Linked DNA regions of Mus musculus: all the other regions are linked to region 1. The links are chromatin contacts, called in public Hi-C, HiChIP or PLAC-seq and promoter capture Hi-C maps. All regions are on one chromosome and are shown on one strand. The core of a region is the stretch at or near the end of the contact, and the rest is flanking DNA. Distances in the headings are between cores, read along the strand shown.

Region 1 (2,729 bases), core at 89-2,588:
TTCAGGATAACAAAGATAGGGCATGGTAAGAATAAGGTCTCCTGATAGCGATGACTAGATGAGCTTGATTCTAAGAGAACTCTAGTTCATTTCCTTAACCCTCCACACCCTGTCCCCAATCTTACTCCCCTGCAGTGTCAGAAATTGAACCAGGTCCTTGTGCATGTTCGTAAGCACCTATCACCAAGCTGCGTTTTATGTTTTAGAAACAACCTCTGATGAGATATACACTGTAAATGTACATCAGTTCTACACTGCAGCAAGCAGCTTCCAGCTGGCATTTGATGATAGTCACTAAGGAGCACTCATGGTAAAGTGTAAAGGTGAATATAGAAATGAGCACTTGGATGAGCTTTCCACAACACTATGCATTTAAACAGTTTCTCTTTTAAGGATGTTCTCAGTTCATTCATTTACTAATGCCTGAAAGAAAGCCTATCTGCCTTACTTTATTATAGATATTTTACCTGTTTATCTTCTTCTGTGTGTGCTGGATAACCCTTGGCTTTTACCAACCAGAACGCAGCAAGCTTTTTGTTGTTTAGCTTCAAGTATGTCTTTCCTAAAAGCAGCAAGTTTTTGCTGTAGAAGTTTGGATCCACTGTACATAAAAAGGGCAAACAAAATCAGCTCCAGAGAAATAAGTGTCTTTATTTTTATAGTTTTAATATTTTGGTCTGAATTCTAATAAAAATTGTGTGATTAAACATTGATTAGGCTAATATAGTTCTTTTTTTGTTCAAATGTTTTTATCTCAAAAAAATCCCTAAAGTAATTGTGATGTATTGAATGTACATATGGACTGTGCACATCATTATACCAAGATCTCACTTTAAAGTATCTTCATGCTGATAGAACATGGGCTATATAAGAACTATTTTCTTTTTAAACCACCCATCATTATTACATTCCAATTGCCTAGAACAGTGTAGGGAAAATAACATCTGTTCATTGAGTTAGTGCATGAATGAAATCATGGTTAACATGATTTATCTTCATTTGCTAAATGTCTCCTATACTTAGGCACAGAGGAAAACATGAACACAACTAAATGGTTTACCAAGTATAAACTTAACATTGCTATAAGAAGCCACATAAGAAAACAACGAAGTAAGAGTTACGAATCTTGGAGGATGAACGGGAGTTTGAACAGGAAAAGCTGAGAATATTCTTGGTTGAAAGAAAAGTGCAAACAAAGCCCAGGAAATTGAGAGTAGACAGTGTTATTAGAAGCTGGGAAGAGGAGGAAGAGACAAAGGCCGGATAAGGGAACCACAGAATCCAGCACAGTAGGGAACTAGGACAGCTTACTCAACACTTGTATGTAGACTTCAGCCTTTCCCAAGACAGAGATGAATGCCTGAGTCAGAGCTGACTGCTTCGATTTGGTTTACATCTTGTATGAATATACTGGAGTGCCAGTGCTCCAAAAATATGTACAATTATATGTTAAATAATTTGAAGAAACATGAATAAAGTTCAAAATAATCCTAATTTTTTCTTGAGACAGAATTCTGTAGTGTACTCCAAATGAGCCAGGAACTTACTAAACTCAATGGCATAGTGTCTCGGCCTCCTGAGTGCTGATAACCACAAACACACACCATCACACTCAGCTCTCATTCCCCTGACTCTTCACATAGTTTCCTCCTGGTAATCTTGGTCTTTCTGTATGCCAAGCATGCTTTCTGAGGCTAGGAATGGCACTTAGTAATAGAACACATGCCTGGCACATGAGTTTAAAAAAGAATAAAGCCTACTTTTTCCTGGATACAATTTTTGCTTAAAACTCAAAGTCCTTTAATTTCGTTAAGCATTTTATGGTTAAGTACACTGATTTAAGTATCCACTTCTTCATCTAGGAAGTCGTCCAAGTACTGTATGTAAGCAATACAAATATAATCACGAGCCAAAAGGGGGAAAACGTCCCACCTTATCCACATGTACAGGTTCACACACACACACACACACACACACACACACACGAGAATAAGGAGGCTGCTAGGGGAGGTGTGGATGACAGGCTATGGGAGGGGCTTTGGACTAGAACTAGGGCAATCTTTAACTTAGGAAAAGTGACTGCTCATAAATAAATCAGATGTGAGTGAACCACCAAGGACATGACTCTAGGAGCAAAGGAACAACCCCAGTGTTAGCAGCTTTACTCGGGACTGCCAACCCTTAAATGTCCTAAGGTCCAATTTTACTTCTGAATTACAGTTTTAAACCCCCTTGAGATGACTTCATATCATGATATATAAATTAGTTTGATCAGGGAAAATATCAATAAAAGGAAACAGTGAACAAAACTTTATGAGTTACATATTTAACATTAAACCATAGTTCTTTAAAGTTATCACTAAATTGTTTAAGTTTATGTATATAGGACCTCAGATTAATAAAGAATGTGTCTTAGATTTCTGTTATAAGAAATTGTGCATGTGTCACATGCCTATAATTCCAGTGTTTGGATGCTGAGGCAGGAGGATCAATACTTTGGGGCCAGCTTGAGCTATATATTGACAACTATTAAAAAAAGATTTTAAAAACTCAAAGGTATTTGGAGTGGCTTTTATGGTACAAGTAGTCAAAGACATGTCTCTTATTATGTTTCTTTCCTTGGGACTGACCTGAGGGCCTTGTGCATGTCACCAAAGCACTGTGCCATCAAGTTATAACCCCAGTGTCAGTATTTTTTTTATAAAGGTTCCAGAAATATGTAGGACAGG
Region 2 (2,729 bases), core at 59-2,558, 440 kb before region 1:
GTCAACTTTAACTACAGGCTGATTTCTCCTTGGATGCTATCAAATGTCTGACATGAATGCAAACCAGTTTTACCCTGATTGAAACATAAATATGCCAGACAGAAACAATGTCACGATTTGGCTGAGATAAAATGAATATTCAAATCCTCAAAGTCGATGTTGATACTTGATGCTAAAAATGGCAAAGTCCAAGTCCAGGACACACTTTAGTTTCTTACCTATTTCATGTGTGTGTGTATGTGTGTGTGTGTGTGTGTGTGTGTGTGTGTGTGTTGTATCTTCATGTATGTCCTGGAGCAAAGAAACGTAAGTTTTACCTGTGTGCAGAATTTCTGGGATTGGAAAGGCAGGGAAAATGGTGGAAACACAGGTCAGGAAAAGCACCCATCACCCTGAAATCTGACTAAATCCTCTCACCAGTTAACACTCAAGAGTAAACTAACATTTTTAAGGTCTTTCTCCCTTCTCTGTTATTTCCTCTGATATTTCACTGGAAACTTCATGTACAGTAAAAGACACATACTAACCCCTTGTGCAACACTAGTAGCTCCTTGCTCTTATCTTATTCAAGGCACCTCTGCAGCCGTCCTATAATCTTAATTATCATTATGGACTACGAGAACAGGAATAAAGAGTGAGATCCTCTGGAAACTTCTTGAACTACGAAATTGAGCACTAGGTCAGCCGAGGTGGAGTCTTCTCTGAGAAACCCACAGCACGATTTCTCCTCTGCTTCCTTCTTAACTTGAGCTCTTCTCTTCCTACTTCTGATACATCCTAGCTTGGTTCACACTGACTGTCCTTAAAATTCTTTTCCCGCACGGAAACCTCAAATCCTGGGTTTGCCTCAACTGTGGTTCCTAAAAGTTACGGGACCGCCTCTAGCTGCTTTGGGTGCCAAGTAGTAGCGAAGAGCTGAGCCTTCATTGGGATCCCGATCCTCCAGATGCAGAGGTCTCTAGAAGGACATCAGCATAAGGTCCCATTGATGAGAAGCGCGCCGCGGGGTCTGCACCGCTGAGAAACAGAGCGCCTCGCAGACTACCGGTCCGCAACACCTGCCCCAAGCCTCCTTACCGATGATGGGCCTCTCGGAGCCATGGTTGTAGGGTCTGGACATCCCGGGACTTGAAAGCCCGCATAGTAGCAAACCCAACAAGCACAGCAGGTAGCCCAGGTTCGCCATCGCGATCGCAATCGCAATCCGGCCTCCGCCCCCACTTAAAAAGGTTCTTCAGCCAGGCGCGCGCCCGGCGGCCAGGTTGGGGCGCGGTCTCGCGGCCTGGGCGGTGCCAAGCTCGAGGGCGCGCAAGGCCGCGCCGCTCAGGCCTCTGGGAAGTGCAGTCCGGGTGCTTGCGGTGCGGAGCTGGGCGGGCCGGGCGGGGGCGGGGCCGGGGGGCGGGCCGGGGGGCGGGCCGAGGCGGGCCGGGGGCGGGCCGAGGCGGGCCGGGGGCGGGCCGGGGACAGAAGGCTCTGGGAGCGTGCTCCAAGCTTGTCCATCGCCCAACGCGCGACCTGCAACTCGCATCCCGCGGCCCAGCGAGTGGCACGCGCGCGAAGGCAGCTGTGGAGACCTCTGAATGCTCCCTGTGAACTCTTATGTGGCCTGGCGAGGTCACCTACACCAAGTGGATACGACCACCCCGGGACCTGATGGCGAGCTCGGGTCCCACCTGGCTCTGTGCGGTAACCAAGCAGCAAGGCCCGCAAGGTTCTAGAAGTTACCAGAGAACTATGCTGCATAAACGCATAGGTTTTCTGGCTTTGATATCCTGACAGCATTCGATGTTAGGACAGGGGTTCACTTCCGAAAAACCACTGATAACATATTTATTTGGGCACAAGGATGTCTGGAGGAAGTAAAAAGCACAGAGTACTTAGAGTACTTGTGTCTCCCTTTCCTTTAGAACCCTGTCAAGGGAAGGGGCTGATTCTTGCCACCTAGCCCCCCAAAAAACAATACCAGGCCACACTCGATACAAAGTGCTTGATTAACTTCGCTGTTACCAGCAACCCCAGAAAACCACTAGTATCTTATAAAATGATAAGAGCAAAGCTAAGCAGTTAAAAACTCAGGTTGACTAATATATTTTGAATGTTCAAATGCATGCACTCATAGCCAGCAGCACAAGGTAAGTTTCTTCCTATCAAGGTTCAACTAAACTCCAGGTTAAAATAGAAAATCTGTTGAAGATGAAACGGTATTTTGAATGGTGTTATTTGTGTAAGAGGTATACAATTTAGGGGGAAAAACATACAATGTGACTTGTGGAAAACTAGTGACAAGGTTCTGGCATTCATCAAGAAATGCAATACATTGTTTAGTTTAGCAAGACTATTGTAGACTGGAGTGTCGAAAGATATTGAGAAAATGCAAAGCAGGATTGAGCCTGAGTTGATAAGGATCTATTGCAAATATGCATCCATGCCTCTGGAGCAGCATCTATCCACAAAGGAGGAAAATTATCTGCTATTATTCACAAAAATAAAATCCAGATAGAGAAAAGATACAAAGGGGAAAGGGGAAATACTAGACTTTGGTATGAAAATATAAATTATATGTGTATCCATTCATAACTTTGATGGTCAGATGTTTTCATAAGATATCAAGTTTTATGAACATCATAAAACATTTAAAAAATCAAGTATTAATGAAAAACGAATGGGTTTGGCCATGTTAAATTTTAATAGTTCTGATAGCTTATCAATTATTTTTAACTGTTTTAGGA
Region 3 (2,729 bases), core at 145-2,644, 350 kb before region 1:
TAGGGACGGAGAGATGGCTCAGCAGTTAGTGCTTGCTGCTGTCCAATTATGAAGAGTGGAACTCAGATCCCAGTATCCGCAGTAGGTGGCTCATAGCACCGAAATTCCCACTACAGAGGATTCTGTTCATTCCTCTGGCTTCTGTCAGCACCTGTGAACATGCATGCACACACACACATGCACACGCACACACAGGCACACACTCACGTGCACATACAACGGCATGAGTCCTTGTGGAGGGGAAAGGCACGCATTAGACATAGCTGCTATGAGCTCATATGTGCAATGTTCTGCAAACACTGTCGCACTGCAGATGCCCACTGCCTCTGCCTAGTGTTCTCAGCTTTGACCCTCTAGACTCTGATGAGCTCCCTTGTACCATGGAACTGAGAGACCTTCTGACTCAGTGCCAAGCCCTCTGCAGAGACATGATGGCCTGTATCCCTCTTATTATGGTCCTGACCCATTTTGTCTTGAACACATTTCTCCTGATCCCTTTGTCCACAACAGTCTCTCTAAATACAAATTTTCTGGGACTGACATATGACATTTGGCATAAATTATAATATAGTTCTTCAAGATCCTCTAACTGCATGGAGTATCCTCTGGTGATAGGACACCATGACAGAGTCCTGCTTTTGGGCTGGAGGAGCTTAGCTGGCAAGCTTATGTTGCTGGCAGTGTGATAAATGCAGGTCAGTAAATTACAAAGAAAGGGGGAGTTGATTCTCTGTGGAGATGAGTAATATTTACAGTACAACTTTGCATAAAATTGTACCCTATTTTTTCTTTGTGTTTGCACATAAATTATAAGCATTCAAAGCCTACTTTTCTCATTATTTCTTAATTTATGTTCTTAAATTTTTCTTTGTTTATATTCATCACATGAAAACATTTTCATACTTACATATCTTATGCATGGGAAGGAACCCCCATCCCCCGGGCTTTGGTTTGCATTCTTACTTCTTGGATTCACACAGAAGTCAATGACTGAATCCCAAATTCCTGATTCTAGATCTTCTGTGTGCCTCATGGTGATCTTGGGTAATGTCTTTCACGTCTTAGCTTTGGCAGTTTCCTAGCACAGTGTTTAGGAAATGCTAGGGTAAGAAGCACATGATTATTCTCTGTGGTTGCTGTGTCTGCTTGAGACACAGCCTTGCTATGTACCTCAGACTTGGGTCAACATTTTGACCCTGACTCCAATTCCCAAGAGCGGGTGTGACAGGTTACAGGTACAGGTTCGATGTTTTTATTTTTAAAACTTTTTCAGAAGCTTGATAATGTCCCTGCCCTGCAACCATAAAGTCCTGACTTTGAACACAAGAACCCACACAAGAAGAAGTTATGGTAACACATGCTTGCAATTTCACCACAGAAGAGCTCGAGACAGGCAGAGTCCCCGAGGCTGCTCAGTCAGTAAACAGTCCAGACTAATTGGTAAGTACCAAGTCAGGGGAGAACCTGTCTCAAAAAACAAAAGAACTACAGCAGCAACAACAACAAAAACCACTGGAGAAATGATACCTTCATACACACACACACACACACACACACACACACACACACACACACACACACACCATCATTTTTTAATTGATTGAAGAAATTAGAACATCTTAGCATTACAAACTTGCCTGCTCTTTGCACCCTGGGAACCTCTAGTGCAGATGAGTCCTGTCCGTTAGGATCCTGGATGTGTTCCGCATTGCAACCTCTTCCTTTCTTCCAGTCTTACTTCTTAGGTGCATTTCCTTTTTTTCCTGTATATTTAGAGCAAATATATCAATTAAACATTTTCCAAACTAATTGTAAAATGAAAGTAAACCTTTCCCTCTTAGCCCAAATATCCTGCTTTTCTCTAGAAGCAATCACTGTATTTTTTAGTCAGATCAAGTTTCTGAGGACATGTTTGTCACACTGAGGATGTCATAATGCAGGACCCTTCTACATCTTCTTTCTTTAATTTAAAACAATGAACTATCATACACTCTAACATACATATTTATTCTATCATTATAATATCTGCATATATTTCCAATTCCTGGATGTAGCATTTTTGAAATATATTAATTTATTATTAAATCTATTAATTTGTGATTTCTGTTACATAAGTAATGATGTTTTATAGACTTTTGCACATTTGGCAATAATATGTAGGAGTAATTTCTAGAAATGCCACTGTGAATTTAAGAGCTGTGCCCTCTCTCCCAGTCTTAAGCAGGCAGGCTCAGACCTGGTTTGCCACAGTTGTTAGCCCACCTAGGGACAGGTCAGAAGGAGTATAGACATTCAGACTGAAGCCAAGCACAGTCACCAGTCACCATAATTCGCAGGCAGGACCATGGAGCATAAATAAATTTTATGCCCCAGTCCAGCTAATTTTTAATAAATAAAAAGGGAGGAATTGTGCCCTTGCCTCAGCCTTGAGCAGGCTGTCTCAGACCTGGTTTGCCACAGTTGCTAGCCCACCTAGGGTGGAGACTTCCAACCTAGGTAAAGTCTATTGTCCTGACACAAATACAGTTTCCTCCAAGATGCCACTACCTGCTGAGAGGCTGAGCCTGTTTTTCTGACAGATTCTGACAAAGTGACCATGAGATCCTGGCATAGGGAGAGATGCCCCTGGCCCTTATATGCTAAGACTCATAAGTAAACATTGGGCCTTGATCAGAGAACTGTGTCTTGGCTCATTATTTCTCTCTCTGATTTTCCCACTCTGCCTTTCC
Region 4 (2,729 bases), core at 98-2,597, 320 kb before region 1:
ATGGCGGAACTGTAGGAGAGCTGACTGTGGCAATACAATAAGAACCTTGGTCTCTGGTCAATTACAGATATTCAGATATAGGCGCTGAGCAAAGCTAAGAGTTTGATTCTCTGTTTTGGTTTTTTGTTTGTTTGTTTGTTTTTTTAAACAAAACAACTACAGGAGAATTTACACAGATTGGAACTTTTCTACTCCTTGTCAGTTTGGAAATACTGAGGGAGCCCAGAGAAGCTCTGACGCCTTAACTCTATGTGATCACTTGACAGAACACATAGGAAATCCTGCCCCAGAAAGTCATGCGGAAGACATCTGATAGTCTGTGAGCTAAGTTTATGGGAAGAACAGCAACCTTTTTGGAGTATAAAACTCAGCAGTTAAGTGCCCACTGCATTAACATCTGCAGCGCTGCCAGCTGTGCCTTCTGAGCTGCCTCACAGCTTTGGAACTCTGACTTCTTATCTGTGACGTGGGGAGTCATAGCATCTGTCTCAAAGTAACCACAGGCAAAAAGGAGAATAAAGAGAGCATAATCATCCGCCGAAATGCACAAAGGTAGAGGCTCCGAGTATAGACTGTTTAAGAGATAGCTGGCAGCCCTTGGCAATGTCAAGACATTGCTAATTTGTTTAACAGAAATACACTATATTACAAAATTATCTCCTCTTTTAGAAATATTTGTAGTTGCTGTTTTCTTTTTTAATGCTTCCTGATTATTTTACTTTTTGATACAGGAGTTTCACTCTGTAACCAAAGCTGTCCTCAAACTCATGGCAAGTCTTCCGAGTATCTTCTCTCAATGGCTATGTGTTAAAGGCGTGAACCATCACACCCAGCATTTTTCAGTATTTTAAAAAGGAAAGTTTTAGGCTGGCCAATGTGGCTCATGCCTTTAATTCCACCATTTGAAGGCTGAGGCAGGTGGATTTCTGAGAGTTCCAGGCCAGCCTGGTTCATAAAGTGAGTTTCCAGACAGCCAAGGCTGCTCCCAAACAGAAAAAAAACCCTCTGTCTCAAAAACTAAGAAACATTTGTTCATATTAACAGTGCCCCCAGAATGAAATAAATATAATTTATAATTAATGTACTAATGTGGAAAAGGTATATTTACAACAACCTGGTGTCACTGGCAAAACTGGGCATGACCTTGGACTGTGCAAGGGAAGAGATGCCAGGACCCCTCCTCTCACCTCTCCTCCTGACAGCAAATTCTCTCCAGTGCACTCAAACCATTGGACTGACTCACTGTTGTTGTAAAAACAAGACCCAGGCACTGTGTTGACTGCCTCTGAAACTGGAGCAAACTAGTCAGAAGCACCCTGACTATCAGCTGAGCGACCACAACACCCACACTTTCCCGGACCAGGGCCAGTGTTCAGTTGCTATCCAGGACTCGGAGCCACTTCAGCCTGAGCAGTATGCTTGAGACTGCAGAGCTGTACTTCAATGTGGACCATGGCTACCTGGAGGGCCTGGTTCGAGGATGCAAAGCCAGCCTCCTAACTCAGCAGGACTATGTCAACCTAGTGCAGTGTGAGACCTTGGAAGGTAAGCCACTCACCTCATCCCATTAAAGCAAATGAACAAACATGTTGCTCTGGGGAAAGAAGGGAAAGGGGCTTTGATCTCCTGGGCAGAAGTCCTGAAGAGGTTCTTGGTCCTAGAGTTCAGCTGCCCAGGGGCCTGTGGTTTAGGGACCTTGGTGGTGAGAAGTAAAATATCTCTGTTTCCCATATTGTCTACATGCGATTTAATATTTCCTTCCAATCTAAGGTATTTAATTATACTTTAAAGTACTGTGTTTCCTTTGTCACATCTATTTTTATCCACATAATTACAAACACTATTTAGCAAGAACCTTCACCAGCCTACCTAGAGTCTATGTAGAAAAAAAAGAAACAGATAATATGTTTGGCTTGGAGAGATTTTTGTCTAGCTCCAGTTTTTCAGTAATGATTGGAGAATTTGTTTGAGATTTTCCTTTAGCTGAAGGGCAAGAGGAAAGGAAAAGCCAGAAGTGTGGTGGATCTACCATGTGTTAAAATCCTGACCTTGACTTCTAAGTTAGTGACCTGGTTTTTTCTAGGCTCTGAGCCTCGAAAGTCCTCCCATAGGCACCTGGTAATAATTCCTATTCAGTTACTAAAGGAAGAACAGTGAAGCACTCAATAAATGATAATTTCCCTTAATTGACATTTTTCTCAAACGTTAACCAAGAATATACATCAGCAATCATTTTATTAATAAAAACATCTTTGTTTATTCATTTTGAGAGATGTCTAGATTATTCTAGAAGATGTAAGTAAGCACTAAGGGAAAAAAACGTTTAGAAAAGGAATTAATTAGTAGATGTGGAGGGGAACAAATCATGTTTAAAAAAATCTGACAGTGACTTTCCTGGCTTCCTCGTAAGGTTGAGAGGAACTGGGGTCACTCTTGTATAGTTGCGAATAGTTACAGCCAGAGTTAAATGCCCAAGGTGAGATTAACCTTGCTTTGCCCTTGATTTTTTTTTTTTTGTATAGATAGATCTTTGAGATGAGAATTCTATTGACTACAAACAATGATACATAATTCCAAATACAGCATCCTCAGTTGGGAGTTTGGTGACGAGGAAATGTTAATTACTTATAGAAATGCATGTATAAATTAAAGAAGGGGAAAACAGGAACCTTAACACATGGCAGAATACTTACTCAGAGAGAAGTCAGCTGTTTGGATAAATGTTTTAC
Region 5 (2,729 bases), core at 150-2,649, 280 kb before region 1:
TGTCAGGATTTGAGCCTGAGCCACTTGGATTCAGTTCTCATATACTTATCTAAGGTGGCATATTGCTTCAGCACCCACACTTCTTTTGTGTGTAAAAATGTATTAATTCATGATCAATATTCTATTGTATAACCTATAACAATAAGGATATGTAAGAAGTATGCCTTTGCAATTCTCAATAGTGTTTTGGAAAAAATGGTTATCAGTAGAAAAATTTGAACTACTAGATACCTAGTGTTCTTCTTTCCTACTCCAAGAATACAAATGCATAGAACTATCTTTATACATTTACATAGAAATATCAGCTCCACGTGACAGACAACTACAACTTTTCTAAAACTATGCTCAGATGGGAGTAGTCAGTTTTACATGTACTGAAGATCACATAGTTGGCCTTTTTGTATTTCTTCTGCAGCTACAGAGCACAAAGACTTATAATATTCCATATATATGGTCTTGAATGCCAGTTGATGGGAGTACTCAAAAGCATTAAGGAACTGGGGATGCAGTTCAAACGCAGAGTGCTTATCAAGAAGGCACAAATCTCCAGGTTTAAAACCCAGCCCTGCAGAGGAGGGGGAGAAAATGAGGGAGAGAAGAGAATATAAAGAGAGAGGAGAAAGAGGAGAGTGTCCTGTAATCTGAAGCTGTGTCAGGCTGTGCTTAGGGATGATCAAAGAACATGTTTTTAAACTTTTTCAATTATAGTCATTTTCCCTATGAGGCTCCACATTCATGCCAAGAGCTTTTAAACTCAACGAAAAAAAAGAACATTAGAGTATAAAAAGAATTCAAAAGAAAACAACCAAATAGGCAGGAAATAGAAGCATGAGTTATGAAAAAGAAAAAAAAAAAGGCTCTTTATGGGAACAGCCCTTCCTCTTCAGCGCAGGCAGTATTTCAGCATGTAGGGCTATGGAATGGAACATGTGCTTACAAGCTAAGAAATAAACTAATAACAAAGGCAAAGCAAAGGAAATGGACGAACCATTTAGATAATATGGTCAAAGTCTTTTCTTAACCTGATTCTTCCCATCTACCTGTTTATTTAGTTTTCCAGGGGCTTACTTATCCTTAAGTTTAAGTTGTGAATATCCTCCACATGCCCCGTGCTCCCTTGAGCAGCAGTATCCTCTGGTGGGGCCTCTGCTGTCTTGATGCCGGCAACACTGCTTAGTCTGTCCAATTCCCCTCCTTAAAATTCGAACATCTTACAACTAGAAAGAGTATCTGGGATGGCTACCCACATGTTTATTTCAAGGATTTTTTTTTTGTAGTGAACAATCCCTCTTTCATTTCTTCTCTTCTTATCCCTGGAAGGTTTAAAATGATTTACAAGACTGGATATAGGCAGGAGCCAGATTGTAACTGCGTTTGCTTCCAAATAAGGCTACCCTGCTTCTGACCCACCCATAACTTCCAGGAGGCTAATCAAAAGGACCAGTGGGAGCACTCACCCCCTGATGATAAGAAACACCTGTTCTAACAGAAACCTTCCATTAGAGCTGCGGCAAGCCTGGCTTTGTCACTAGCTAGTAAGTGAGGAAAGCAATGAAGGAGAGCACAGAGCCAGTCTCTCCAGCTTTCTTTTACTGGTGAACAGCCATGCGGTCTTGTTAAGGGGCAGAGTGTGATTCTAAGGGTTTAACCTTAAACTATGGCTTGAGAGTCTGCATTATTCCCATTGACATCAAAGCTACTGAGCCATGACTTCGAGTAGCATCACTGTAGTAAATATTGTATACAATTCAAAAGTGATGAAACCAAGAAGACTCTTCTGCTAGATTCAGTAGATAGTTAGAATACTCCTCTGCGACAGGCATTGAGTCCAGAAGTGAGCAATGAATAAAAAAAAACAAAGTCCTTCCAAGAGTTAAGAGTAGGAAGTGGAAAAATACAGGGACAGACTTCAAAATGACAAGTACAAAATATTTCAACGATGCCAAGAAGAATTCCTGAGTCCAAAGGCCAATACCTAGCATAAAAGGTGGGGCTCTTGAGGGAGTAGAAAGGGGCCTGGGAAGAAAGTTCTAAGAGCCAGAGGGTGGGGCAGAGCCTGTGAAATGCTTTTGTCTGGACACACGTGAACTTATGTCAGTTGTGGTTACCTGGACAGACCTGCATAAGATCATCTCAGTTTTAAATGCCAGGATAGAGTAAAGAAGAGGACCTGAGGCCCAACCTCTAGCTGAGGAACTATTGGCAGTTGATGTGGCTGCTGGAGGAAAGTTATTTTTCTATAAGAGTGTAATGTGGCCATTGGTAGGTTCCCCATGTCCCAGTGGATTGCCCCATACCCATTTGTATATAGGGCTACAATTTGGACACAGTGGGTTATAAATATATGTATATATTTATGTAAATATATGATATATATAGTATATATACCACATATATACACATATTATATATAGTATACATCATATATATATCATAATTTTTTATAAAAAAGAGGAAGATGGAATAATTTATGTGGATATGAGGAAAACTGAGAGAAATCAGAAACACGAGGAACAAAAGAATAGGAATGAAATCTTAAGGAAGATAGCATGATTACAGGAAACTGGATTGATGGAATAGGAGCTCAGTGACCTCACAGTGTTCGGCACAGGTCATAAGTACACATTAACCTACTTAAGGATTCTAAGGAATCCGGCCTTGCAAGGAAGACAAATCACCCCAAGACACATGATTCTTAGCTAAAGAATCAGAGGTGGCAGGTCATTTAA

The links. Promoter capture Hi-C pulls out the DNA fragments that hold promoters and counts their contacts. A called contact is a pair of places that touch in the nucleus more often than the background predicts. HiChIP or PLAC-seq counts read pairs in DNA pulled down with a chosen protein or histone mark.
Region 2: an H3K4me3 HiChIP or PLAC-seq map of bone marrow-derived macrophages shows a contact between it and region 1, with 5 times the contacts expected there. The contact joins the promoter of Ggh here to the enhancer-like site in region 1. A contact is called at or near these places in 3 of 39 promoter capture datasets (the 3T3-L1 cell line, hippocampal neurons and pre-B cells), 2 of 484 Hi-C or Micro-C datasets (adipose-derived mesenchymal stem cells and embryonic stem cells), 2 of 115 datasets of contacts at active chromatin or transcription factors (both in bone marrow-derived macrophages) and 2 of 9 other capture datasets (liver and macrophages).
Region 3: a contact with region 1 is called in a Hi-C map of bone marrow-derived macrophages, with 31 read pairs. The contact joins two enhancer-like sites. A contact is called at or near these places in 11 of 39 promoter capture datasets (the C10 cell line, the HPC-7 cell line, cranial neural crest and 8 more), 14 of 484 Hi-C or Micro-C datasets (3T3-L1-derived adipocytes, the C10 cell line, CD8 T cells and 8 more), 3 of 115 datasets of contacts at active chromatin or transcription factors (all in embryonic stem cells) and 3 of 9 other capture datasets (adipose tissue, liver and pancreatic islet).
Region 4: a contact with region 1 is called in an H3K4me3 HiChIP or PLAC-seq map of bone marrow-derived macrophages, with 2.7 times the contacts expected there. The contact joins the promoter of Atp6v0d2 here to the enhancer-like site in region 1. A contact is called at or near these places in 13 of 39 promoter capture datasets (the C10 cell line, the HPC-7 cell line, cranial neural crest and 10 more), 2 of 484 Hi-C or Micro-C datasets (bone marrow-derived macrophages and embryonic stem cells), 2 of 115 datasets of contacts at active chromatin or transcription factors (bone marrow-derived macrophages and embryonic stem cells) and 4 of 9 other capture datasets (adipose tissue, embryonic stem cells, liver and 1 more).
Region 5: a promoter capture Hi-C map of the C10 cell line shows a contact between it and region 1. The contact joins two enhancer-like sites. A contact is called at or near these places in 8 of 39 promoter capture datasets (the C10 cell line, the HPC-7 cell line, cranial neural crest and 5 more), 3 of 484 Hi-C or Micro-C datasets (B cells, embryonic stem cells and nephron progenitors) and 2 of 9 other capture datasets (adipose tissue and embryonic stem cells).

Annotation. Positions count from the first base shown.
Region 1 is chr4:19,603,275-19,606,003 of GRCm38.p6, reverse strand. It overlaps Rmdn1 (regulator of microtubule dynamics 1), which reads right to left. Exons shown (of 10, transcript NM_025476.6): 9 at 468-601. Among named protein-coding and RNA genes, the nearest start is that of Gm52724, 9.6 kb to the right of the region's middle. Within about 2 kb of position 1,338, at least 12 of the 459 cell types and tissues checked have an H3K27ac peak or open chromatin away from gene starts, as enhancers often do. A contact at or near this core is called in bone marrow-derived macrophages, where this site is marked.
Region 2 is chr4:20,040,631-20,043,359 of GRCm38.p6, reverse strand. It overlaps Ggh (gamma-glutamyl hydrolase), which reads right to left and starts at 1,308. Exons shown (of 9, transcript NM_010281.2): 1 at 1,078-1,308. The coding sequence starts at 1,186. It overlaps 4930598A11Rik (a long non-coding RNA gene), which reads left to right and starts at 1,456. Exons shown (of 2, transcript XR_881147.2): 1 at 1,456-2,132.
Region 3 is chr4:19,949,131-19,951,859 of GRCm38.p6, reverse strand. No RefSeq gene overlaps it. Among named protein-coding and RNA genes, the nearest start is that of Atp6v0d2, 28 kb to the right of the region's middle. Within about 2 kb of position 1,394, at least 9 of the 459 cell types and tissues checked have an H3K27ac peak or open chromatin away from gene starts, as enhancers often do. A contact at or near this core is called in bone marrow-derived macrophages, where this site is marked.
Region 4 is chr4:19,921,184-19,923,912 of GRCm38.p6, reverse strand. Atp6v0d2 (ATPase, H+ transporting, lysosomal V0 subunit D2) reads left to right here and starts at 1,347. Exons shown (of 8, transcript NM_175406.3): 1 at 1,347-1,545. The coding sequence starts at 1,416.
Region 5 is chr4:19,882,446-19,885,174 of GRCm38.p6, reverse strand. All of the region lies in intron 5 of Atp6v0d2 (ATPase, H+ transporting, lysosomal V0 subunit D2), which reads left to right. Among named protein-coding and RNA genes, the nearest start is that of Atp6v0d2, 39 kb to the left of the region's middle. Within about 2 kb of position 1,399, at least 13 of the 459 cell types and tissues checked have an H3K27ac peak or open chromatin away from gene starts, as enhancers often do.